Linked DNA regions of Hordeum vulgare: region 1 is linked to region 2. The links are chromatin contacts, called in public Hi-C maps. All regions are on one chromosome and are shown on one strand. The core of a region is the stretch at or near the end of the contact, and the rest is flanking DNA. Distances in the headings are between cores, read along the strand shown.

Region 1 (6,138 bases), core at 118-2,617, 400 kb after region 2:
GAGATTAGCATTCGCAAGGGTGTAAACTTCGATGTACAATCATCGTCTCCGCGTGGCTTAGTTATCTCTTATTTGAGCCCTTTATTTATGCATTTTACTTTGTGATAGCCATATTGTTTTATGTTATATATCTTACTATCACTTAGTTGTTTATCTTACTTAGAATAAGTTATTGGTGCACATAGGTGAGTCTAATTGTTTCAGATTTTGTGCTTGACAAATTAAACGCTAGTATTATTTCGCATTTGTTCAAGTCCCTATTCGGCCCCTACTAGGCGACATACACATCCTTTGAGCATCCCTTCACGAGTAAGAGCGAAAACCCTTCTCCAAGGTTATACATTGCTGTAGTAGAATCATCGGCTGTATCACACGATAGGGGAGACATGCCCGCTAGGGCGCATCGACCCGATACTGAAGGACTTTTCTAGCTTCAAGGAGTAAACTCGAGATGCATGACTAGCTCGATTGAGGGACTTCTTGAAATCGTATACATGAACATTTTTAAACACACGTTTTAAAATTCCTCTCAAAATTTATAAACATTTGGTATATGTGTTCTGACAATTTTTGCACTATTTTTTTACTTCATTTTAACTTTATAATATTATAAAAAACACTATACATGGAATATTTGAAAAATATTTACCAATCATTTGATAAATGTTAAATATGTATAAATAAAGTGTTTGTCACGTATAGGAAAAATGTATACAACAAAATACAATGTGTAGGAAAAAAAACTGTTCATGTGTTAAAAAAAATGTAATCAAGCATTTTACAAAATGTTGAACATGTACTTGAAAATGTTAATCAAGAATTTAAGAAATATTAAATGTGTATGGAAAAAATGTTGATCATGTATTAAAATTGATGTTTTTTTTATCTTGGTTACCAAAATGTTAGTCAAGTACTTTGAAAAAATGTTGATAAGTATCTACAAAATGTTTATAAAGTATTTAAATTTTTTAATCAAGCATTTGTAAAACTTTGAAATGTGTATAGAGAAAATGGTGAACATGTATTCAAAAAATGTTAAATTTGTATTTGGAGAAATGTTAAATGTGCATAGAAAAATTGTTAACCATATATTTAAAAATGTTATACTTGTATTTAAAAGGTCAAACATTTAACAAGATATTCAACACTAACCCGGCGCTCACTCAATGGCCAGCCATCTCCTTTTTTCTTCTTTTTTTTCTTTCAAAGGTGTGCTAACAGTCTGGCCCGTTGCTATGGACTCTCCAGGCCAGATATTCTTCTGTCTCGCTTAACGCGAGATATGGCTCCCACCACTTTCTTGAGTATACTCACATAGCAGGAGAGTCGGCTGGACCGTCCAGCGCGGGCGTTGCACTTCCGCTTGGAAGACCCTATTTGACGCATTATGCGTCAAATAGTCAGGGGTTCCGCACACCCCGTCCAGAAGACTTGGGCCAGCTCAGTTTTGTTGCCACCGATTTTGACGTGTTGATGCTAGCGAGCAAAAGCACAGGAGCTGCAAGCAAGCGACGGGATTTGGGCAGGTTCGTTAGCATTTTCCCTAATCCCGGTTTTGGAAACCTAAAGGATTGTTCGGTTGAGGTGGATTTAAAGGGGATTGAGGGGATTAAATCCTCTACAAGGCAAAATCGCTGCAAATCCCCTCCGATCCCCGCATGGATGGGATTAACCGAACTAAGCCTAAAGGTTTTTAGCCGGTTTTTTTGGTTTTGGGGACTTTCTAAAAGATTCCCTGAAACGGTTTTCCTTTTTTCTTTTTTGTTTTTTTCTGTTTCAAAAATATTCTGGATTTTGAAAAAATGTTACGGGACTTAAAAAATGTTTATGATTTTGAGAAAATGTTCAGGAATATAAGAAAATGTTTTGGAATTTGAAAAAGTATTCCGGAATTTTAAAAAATGTTCCAGAATTTGGCAAAATGTTACGAAATTAAAAAAATGTTCTGGATTTTGAAGACATATTCTGGAATTTGAAAAAATGTTTAGAAATTTGAAACAATGTTCTGGATTTTTATAAAATGTTTCGAATTTGAAAAAAATGGAACTTGAAACAATGTCTCAGAATTTGAAAAACTGTTTCGGAATTTGAAAAAATATCCAGAAATTTGAAAAAATGTTCCGTAATTTGAAAAAATGTTCTGGAATTTGAAATAATGTTCCAGAATTTGAAAAAATGTTCCGGTAGTTTTATGAAAATGTTTCGTATTTTTGGAAAATTGTTCCAGAATTTGAAAACATGTTCCTGTTTGTCGCAAAATGTTTGTAAATTATGAAAATGGTTGATATTTAGATTTTTTAGTAGTCTATAAAAAGTGTTTATGTTTCTATATATTTTCCTATATTTTTCTATCTTTCTCTTTCTATTTTTGTTTTTTAAAAGGAAAGGAAAGTCATTCAAATGGGAATATTGCGAAATAGTACGTTCTTAAATAGACTACGATACGATATTGTTCCTATCTAGTGACTCGATCTGGTGGCTATCATCCCTCGTGGTGGAAGCCGACGTTGTGGGTTCGATTCCTCTTGATCCTTCGGTTTTCGTTTTTGCGATTTTTAGGCTGTGTTTCTTAGTGGGCCGGCCCAACCGCACGCCTTCTGTGTGCGTCGTGATGGCACATAGGAGGTCCCCTTCCGCTTGCACTAGTCCGGGGCCGAAACGTCGCGAACTGTGTCGTGCCGCTTGACGTCTTGACCGACGGCCCATACACCACATCATGAGGTGTCACACCTATCGACCGAAGACACGAAGATTATTATATTGGCTTCGGAATAATAGAGTAATAGTCTTGTTAAGCCTCAATCGATGCTATATCTGTGAAATCTTACATTCATATTTGTGCAAAAAAATAACATTATTTTTTCTTACATGTTATGTCACTTGATCGAGACTTGGTTAAATCCGAGTCAACTGAGACCTAATCACACCCATAGAGCAATTCCGAATAGCAGCCAAAATCTTGAGAAAATCTAAGACAGTGGTCAATAGTTTTGGATAAATAATTTAGGGAGGTCATTCTCATACTGACACAATACAAGGACAAGTATATGCGAAATTTATCTTTTCATATTTGTAGTTAATCCTTCTGTTGTTTGTTATACTCCCTTCGTTCCTAAATATAAGACATTTTAAAGATTGCATTATGAATTACATACGGATGTACATAGACGTATTTTAGAGTATAGATTCACTCATTTTACTCCGTATGTAGTCTCTTAGTGAAATCTTTAAAAGGTTTTATATTTTGTAACGGAGGGAGTAGAATATAGGACTAAGTTTCTTGACCGAACTGCGAGCGCGTAACTTTACGAGGTTCTATCCTAGCTAGCTCGTGCGTGGCGGTGTGGTGGCCGAAAGGAAAGAGAGAAGAGGGATCCATGGCTGGTCGCCGACCGAGGAGGAGAGGCACGACGTACCTATGATCACGTCGATCGCGTGATGGAGCGAAATCATGAAACCTCACCTGCGCGCTGCATGCATGCCGACCCGGCCGGCCCATAGATCGATCGATCAGGCCACTCGCATGCACTGCATGCTTTAGCAAGGATGTGACCGGCCGATCAAATCTCACCTCCTTAATTACTCCGTGCGTACGTACGTCGTCGCCGATCGTTCTGGAAGAAGCTCGAGGACAGAAGATGAACAGTTCCTGTTCGATCGCTGCACGTTAGATACAGTACCCTACGGGCGTAGGATGCGCCATACAGTTTGCACAAACACCGTGGATGGACCTGGACGTGACTCGCCGATCAATCCGCTCGACGTACGTGCGTAACGTGACAGCTGACTATGACTGACGGGTCACTGAGTCTCTCGTAGTACGTACACCGCACAACAACACACACATGTATACATTGATCCACCCCCTGCCCATATGCACGGCGGCAAAAGTTCAAGGGCTACAAGACAAGCCCTACACCATGCATGCATGTATCGGAGAGGCTATGCATCTGCATGCACACCGATCGATCCACCCATCACTCCTAACTCCTGAGGTTGACGTCCAGTTTCTCGCTCATATATACTAGTAGTATTTGTTTGCCATCTTTCCAATCGAAATAGAATCTCGGTGCATGCATGGTGTGGTACTGGTGCACGACAACTACAGGTACAACATGCAAGTTCCAAACGCATGCCGTTGTCATTGCCTGTGTACAAGTCAGAATACACATATGCTCGGGCGCATATATAAATGCACACTGGATGTGCATGGAAAAGGAGACTAGCAAGCTATAGCTAGAGTGCGATGCTGGTATGCTATGCTATGCTATGGCACGGTACTTCTCCCCTGTGAGTGACTGACCGGGACAGATGCTTCTGCCGCACGCAAGAAGAGCATTCCCAAAGGTCGTATTGCTCAGCCTGTGTTCCTTTCCAAATCCCAAGCCAAAGCCTCTTCTCCCGCTTCCAAAGCGAAAGCTATGGTACTACTAGCTAGGTTGATATGGATGCACGCATGTGTTGGTTGCTTCCCACCGGCCACCGGCGAGATGCTCGATCTGCCCTCTCCTCGTCCTCGTCTCTTCCTGGAGTGGGCATGGCGCAGTAGTTTTAGCATCATCCGTGCACTGCATGCGGTTAGTTAGATTTAGCATCATGTATCTCTCGGCCCGGGCTAGACAACTTTCCATGATTGTCACTCACTCGTTGCTTGCATGCATGCAGTAAGAAAAAAAAAAAACCATGCCGGCCATGCTTAAACGACAAGTATGATTTTTGCGAAAAGACAAGCGCGACGATTTGACGAGACGTCTGCATGGTTGATTTTGTCTTTAATCTTCTACAGATCTTGACGCGTGATTGCATGCAGTAAATTAAAACAACCCGGTCGGCCTTGCTTAAACGACAAGCATGAAGATTTGACAGGACGTGCATGGCTGATTTTGTCTTTAATCTCATCTCCTACTACATACTACTCTCCCTCCTTTCCTAAATATAAGTCTTTGTAGAGATTTTACTAATGGACTACATACGAATATATATATAGACATACTTTAGAGTATAGATTCAGTCATTTTGATCCGTATGTAAACCCTTAGTGAAATCGCTTAAAAGACTTGTATTTAGGAACGGAGGGAGTACATACGTATATATTGCTTTCACGCACGCATGTATCCGCCCACGCTTTGAGTCATCGATCGTTATGGACCATAGCTTTCGCTTTGGACTTTATGTACCGTGCCTGTGCCCGTGTCGATCGTCCATGCACGCATGCATGCATGCATGCAAAAGCGTGGCATCGTCCATTTGCATGCATGCAGCTCGACAATTCATCACACACACACATATCTCCCTCTAGTCTTTTCTGCTCGAGAGTCGAGAAGAGAACCCTGCAAAGCATATACACGCAAAGAGGAAGAACATATTGCATGCATGCATGGTGACATAGCGGTAGTGGTATATCATTGACGCGATTGAACACCCTGGGGCCTGCCTGGCGTGGAAAGGCACGCACGACATTCTTTGCCTGTTCCGGTGGGCGGTCGATATATATACATCGATCGACCGCTTTGCTTGCTTCCCTGCTGCTGTCGTCGTGACGAACACTGGATCGCTCTCTCGCTCCGTCACCCTTACGTGCGCAGCACCATCCAATAACAAAAGCAGCTCACTCCCACTCACGCACGCAGGAGGAGGAGAGAAGGCTGGCCTGTGGTGCAACTGCATGCATGATGGGCGTCCATGGTTTTCATGGGGGGTTGGAGAAGGCACGACGCACGGTGACGTGAACGGCGCAGGGGCCTGCTCCGACATTAATGCCATCTGTTTCAGGGTCGCCGGCCGGGCGTGCATGCGTCGCAGCGCACGTCGGTCGACGGACGACGGACGGATTGATGGCGCTTGCACGTAGCTGCTGCTGCTGCCACGACGTTGTCGCAACTCGCAAGCGAGCTTCATCCGTACGTCCCTGTCGATCGGTCGTCCATCCTCGCGTCTGTTTTCACCCATTTACTGCGGCCTCCTCACTGAAAACGTGGGGAGCGTTCCATAAATGGTGCCCTCGCACAAGTCAGAAACGCACATGGAGATGTACATATGGCTCTAGTCTTGTCAGCAAAACCAAGCTTGGCTCGGCTGAAACTGCCGATTAGTTTTGCTGAGGAGGACCTGGAATGTTGTTTTGGGTGTTTCTTCATT
Region 2 (6,085 bases), core at 1,466-3,965:
GCTATTGACCAGTCCGGAATGGCCAAGAAGAAGAAGGCCAAGGAAGCCGCAGGCGGAGTGCACGCCGGAGGAGATCGCCAAGTTGGACGCGGAATCGGTGAAGAGGAGGAACCGGAGGGCGGTCGTGAAGGACAACGCCGCCGCGCGCAAGTTCTCTGCCGAGTGCGATGCGATGGAGGCCGCACGGCGAAAGGCCAAGGTCGAGGAGAAGGAGGCCATCGTCAACAAAGCGCACACCCTCCTCATGCTTGGCATTTGTCGTCCGACCGGTTTCTCTGCAGCGGCCGTCGGCCCGGCGAGCATAGGCTCGTCGGTCGCCCGGTCTCCGCACTGCCAGTCGCCGACGTCGCGGACCACGCCTATGTCGCCCGGCTTCCCCCGCCAAGGCACGGTGCCCACACCCGTTTCTCGGGGTCGCCGGACGTGAGCATGATCGCGCCTTCCACCCACACCCCTCGGCCTACATCGACCTCAACGTCACACCTGGGTCCATCAGCGGCGGTCGGCCGTCCATCGAGATGCAAAGAAAGCAAGCACGGCCGCCGTTTGTGGGCACCATGCTGCCCCCCGCGTCTTGTTCGACGAAATGCCAACACCAATGGCACCGCCCGACGACCACTACTGCACCCAGTTCATGGAGGATGTGATCTACAACGGCGGGCATGTCCCTGCCTACGATCCTGAGGAGACCCAAAGTCAGGATGGCCGCGCCCAGTTCGTTGCCGATGAAGAGGCCGACGACTGTGCTGAATACGACCATGGTGACTCGTGGCATGAAGACAATGACATCTATTGCGAAGGTGATGGTGATGAAGATGAAGGCCATGACATTGATATTAGTGGTGAGCCATTGTTCATCGACGAGCTCACCCAAAGAGCGGAAGCACAAACGAGGAAGAAGAGCATTCGCACGGGTTAATACACCCAAGATGAGGACAAGTTGATTTGCAATTGTTGGATGGAGATTAGCCAAGATCCGAGGACGGGCGCACAACAAAAGGGCCTAGTTTTTTGGACGAGAGTCCGCAAAACTTTCCATGAAAGGAAGATGTTTGAGCCCTATCAAATCACAAGCGAACGTGGCATCACCTCGATTCAAAAGAGGTGGTTGTTCATCCAACAAGAGTGCAACAAGTATTGCGCCGCATTGGAGAGCGTTGAAGCACGGCTCGTGAGTGGTCTCGGCATTGGGGACATGGTATGCTCTCCTCATCCTAGTCCTTTCCTTGATTCGGCCTTGTATATGTTTGCATGTCCAAATCTTGTTGATCATGTGGTGTAGGCATTTCAATCTTTGGAAGCATTCAAGGCCCGACACAATGACAAGCCATTCACTCTTACACATTGTTGGGCGATCATCAACAATTGCCCTAAGTTTAAGGATCAATATGGTGAACTTCAAAGGAAGAGAGGCAAGAAGACGGCCAAGTTCGCCGGAGGTGGAGATGGCGAGGCGTTGAAGAGGCCGATGGGCAAGACCAACTCCAGGATGGACGACATACGTGATGCCGCATCCATGGCCTTGCATGAGACTTTGCATGGCATGATGTCTCAAAAAGACATGAGGGACGATAATAAGCGGCAAAGCAAGGACGAGCAAATGAAGCAATACCTGGAGCTTCAAAGGAAGAAGCTTGAGATGGAGGAGGCGGCGAAGAAGAGGAAGATCGACCTGGAGGAGGCGGCCCGACAAAGGCAGCTCGACATCGAGGCCGCCAATGTCGAGGCCGGGAAGAGGCAGCTCGACATCGAGGCCACGAATGCCGCAACCAAAGCGAAGGAGGTGGCCCTTGCGATCATGGGCGTGGACTTGACCAAGAAGAGCGAGAAGACGAGGAGCTGGTTTGAGGCCAGGCAGAAGGAGATGTTCGACGCCGACGGCCTGAACTAGGTCGTCCGATCGGACGTGGCCGTTCTTTTTTGGAGGCTGGCATGGGTGCCGCCCGCTAGGCCGCTGGCTGGGTGCCGGCGAGAAACAGATTTATTTTGGAGGCTGGCTGTGTTGCCGCCCGCTGGCTGTGTTGCCGGCAAACAAAACTATTCATTTTGGAGGCTGGATGTGTTGTCGGCCGCTTGCTTTGTTGCCGGAGAGGACGTGTAGGCCGTTGGATGTGTTGTCGGCAAACAAAACTATTCATTTTGTAGGCTGACTGTGTTGTCGGTTGCTGGCTTTGTTGCCGGCGAGGACGCGTAGGCCGCTGACTGTGTTGCCGGCGTGAACTAGGGGCGCTGGCGTGAACTAGGCCGCTAGTATTTGAAGCGTTGTTCTTTTGGAGGCGGACAAGGTAGGGCAAACGGATGCGACCGCGCGCTGGGCGCACGTCCAGCGCATCCCAGGACAGGGCCGGACACGACCCATCTCCCTACCCAAACGGACATAATTCGGATAAAACGGATGTCCGTTTGGGGTCGCACGGTGGACTTGGCCTAAGAGTTCAAGATTTTTTTTAGACTTAGTCTATCTGCACGTCATCGTCCACCACAAGTCCCTCCCCCCAATCCCCATCAGTGCCCCCACACGACACATGACCACGCCGGGAGACGGGCCCCGGCCCACGACCCGCGGCCGGCTCCCCCGCCGGTCTGCTGCACTCGCGTCGCAGTCTCCAGTGGCTCCCGCCCGCCGCCCGCCGCCCGCCGCCCGCCGCCCGCGTGAACTTTACTCGCGTGGTGCTAAACCCGGCGGTTTCGTCGGGTAAACACCCCCGGAAACTCGGCCCAAAGCCCCCAGCAGAGGTCACCCCACAACACCGCGTTTTCGCAGTCTCCCCCCTCGGAAACATCTGCCCGCTCGCTCGCTTACCGAGCAAGCTTTCCCCACCTTCCCCCGCCCCGTCCCCCTCCTCCTGGCGGTGGCGACGCGATCACGACACGGAGACTTTCTTCCGCCCCTCCCCGTCGATCATCGCTCCACGCGCCCTGCAGCCAGCCAGATAAAAACCTGCGGGCGGGGGAACTCGGAGCCCCTGGCTGAGCGAAGATGAAGAACCTGTTCAAGAGCAAGATCAAGTGGCAGCACCGGTCCAGCGACCCCGCCTCCTCGTCGCAGCCGCAGCCGTCGTCGACCTCGCCGGCGAGCTCCCCGTCGGGCACGGCGCCGGCGCCCGCGCTGTCCTCCGCCGCGCCGGCCCCGACGGCCTCCTCCCCCTCCCCTTCCGCGCCGGCGGCGACGCCCACGGCGCCGGTTGGTGGGAGAGGGGGAGGCGGAGCGGGCGGGGACGACTACATGTACTCGGAGGAGGAGTTCCAGATGCAGCTGGCCATGGCGCTGTCGGCGTCCAACAGCGACTGCGCGGGGGACCGGGACAGGGACCAGATCAGGGACGCCAAGCTCATGAGCCTCGGCGGGGGCGACCGCTTCGCCGCCGCCCGGGACGACGGCCACACCGCCGACTCGCTCTCCCGCCGCTACTGGGTGAGGCTCCACTCCTCACCGCTGGATTCCATTCGAGCTGCTGAGCTGGAATGCTGAACCGCACGGTTCAGAATCTCTAATGACAAACTAGTACTATTAGGTCTCGGTTGCTTAATTACGCTGGTCTCCAGAATTGACGAACTTAATGTGGATCAAGATTTATGGTTCAAACAAATGTCGAGGCAGATTCCGGTGGTGCTACCTGCTAGCTAGTTCACCCCCACGATTTATACAACTTTAACCCATACTTCTAGGCTCTATCATTGTCTAAATAAGTAAAGTTTTTTCAGGTAGAATATAGTAAGTAATTTCTGTTCATATGACTGTACTTGTATTTAAACTCAGTCAATGAGGTTTGTAGGAGAGCACCAGCAGCGGGCTAGTAGCTGTATCTGGATTGCTAGCAAGCTTCAAATCGGTCCACAGTGCAAAATCACATCAGAGAAGAGAGGTGCTACCAGCTACCTCTCTATACCAGTTAGCAGCTGCACACGTGCTAGTGGACTGCAGAAGTAGAAAACACTAAGAAGGCAATGGAAATGATCCAGGCTAGAGGTGCTTGTGGCTCATTCAACCACATCAAGCTATAGATATGCTATTTGTTACTGCTTCCTATTTATAGAGAGAAGACAGATATCGGTGTTCTTTCCTGACCGCAATTCAGCTTACATGCTCAGCATTCAACAAAATGTGCTGTCCATTTGCCATATACATCTATAAAAAAAATATTCTCTGCTGGATCTCATCTAGCTTTTTCTACGTGTTATTTTTTTTTCGAGGTGTGTTATATTGATGTCATTTATATACTTAGTGTGCCAGATACTATTCACTGCTGCTTTGTTGTTGTAGCTATTATCCTTTGCTAGGCAAATATCTGTGTTTCCCCCTCTTTGATTTACCAATTAATCTCGAATTCTATGCGAGTGTATTTACAATTGTGCTCCATTCTGATTTCCAGGACTACAACGTTCTCGATTATAATGAGAAAGTTGTCGATGGTTTCTACGACATATTTGACCCCTCTATGGAATCCTCTAGGCAGGGGAAGATGCCATCACTAGAAGACCTTCAAACAGGCATCGGGGACCTGGGCTTTGAAGTCATTGTAATCAACCGAGCCGTTGATACTGCCTTGCAGGAGATGGAGCAAGTGGCGCAATGCATCTTGTTGGACTTCCCTGTTGCAAATATTACACTCCTAGTGCAAAGGATAGCTGATCTTGTTACAGATAATCTAGGTGGACCTGTGAAAGATGCAAATGCCATGCTTGCAAGGTGGTTGGAGACAAGCACTCAGCTGAGAACCTCACTACATACTAGCTTGTTGCCGATTGGCTGCATTAAATTAGGGTTGTCTCGTCACCGTGCTCTACTTTTCAAGGTCAGCTCCCTCCCTCCCTCTCTATGTGTGTATGTCGGGAAGTGCACGTGTAGTACCCCTGTCATTCCCTCAGAATTGTAGAATATGTCTCATTTGGATGAAAGCGGAGTGGAAGCGACGAAATTGAGTGATGCCACATTTGTTTTCGTATTTTTAAGCCGAAGCAGAAACAAATACTGAAATACTGGAGATGATTATGGAAGCATACACTGCTGGAAACGAATATAGAGCAAATATGTTAAGTGAAATTTTGACGGAACTCAAAACCCCTTGGACCATACAAAAAAACACAACCAAACCAACGAACTTGTTCAATTATGCGCCAACGAAGAGGCAACGAGGTGTGCCATTGAGCAGGCATGGAGGATGGGAGTAGGAGGCGTGTAGTCGGAGGGACGAGGATTACATAAGTAGTGGATGATTAGTTTTTTGCGGATATGATTTGGTTGGGCCAAAATGTGTATGGGCTGGACCCATACAGACTGAAGATAATCGGATATTTCCGCATGTGTGGATATGAATTTCTGTTTCTGCAGGAGTTACGCCGGAACACGCCGTTCCGTTACCGTTTTAGCTTCCGCTTTGTACATTTCCGTTTCCGTGCTCTATTTCCAAAAAAAATCTGGAATAGACGGGAAGTTTGTGCTCCATTTTCATCCCTCTCCAGTCTTATTTATACCAGGCAGACCTTTGAAAAGTGCAGTTTTATCAATCTTCAACCAGTTCCTAGTCCATGGCTTGGACAAATATATTAAGCCCACACCGATAGCCACCCTGATCTGGATGGTAAAACCTAATGCCAATGGACTCACTCACCCACAAAGTTAACCTTGAACCTATGTGTACATTTATTTCACTGTTTTTTGACCGAAGTTAAGTTTAACCACTATCCTTGCTCCATTTCCATCTATTTATCATTGTCAACTGGGAACTGGGCAACCAATAAATTATATAGACCCCAGGTGGCATCTGCAGCCAGTACTACACAGCTTGACACCAGCACCGGCTTCACATGGATAGAGCCATAGAGGTACCTGGCCCAACATGTGGCTGTGGCGGAATAGAGGGTAGGAAAAGAAACATCTATGAGCTAATATGATGGTTCCGCTGGGCTTCGGTTTGGACAGCTTCCATACTTGGAACTCTTTTGGTTATTACGATGTCTGGACTCTAGATAACATCAGTATAAATTTGTTCGCTAACTTAGGATGTCTTGCTGTAAAAATTTAAATTAGTCAGCACTTCTGCCTAATATAGAAGGGAGGATCAATCTTTACCTAAAATACTTG

What was found. A called contact is a pair of places that touch in the nucleus more often than the background predicts.
Region 1: a contact with region 2 is called in a Hi-C map of leaf, with 5 times the contacts expected there. The contact joins the enhancer-like site here to the promoter of LOC123449499 in region 2. A contact is called at or near these places in 3 of 6 Hi-C or Micro-C datasets (leaf and seedling).

What each region holds. Positions count from the first base shown.
Region 1 is chr4H:558,268,209-558,274,346 of MorexV3_pseudomolecules_assembly, forward strand. No RefSeq gene overlaps it. Among protein-coding and RNA genes, the nearest start is that of LOC123449502, 14 kb to the right of the region's middle. Within about 2 kb of position 1,368, at least 3 of the 3 cell types and tissues checked have open chromatin away from gene starts, as enhancers often do. A contact at or near this core is called in leaf and seedling, where this site is marked.
Region 2 is chr4H:557,862,601-557,868,685 of MorexV3_pseudomolecules_assembly, forward strand. It overlaps LOC123449499 (serine/threonine-protein kinase EDR1), which reads left to right and starts at 2,716. Exons shown (of 13, transcript XM_045126743.1): 1 at 2,716-3,415; 2 at 4,374-4,796. The coding sequence starts at 2,981.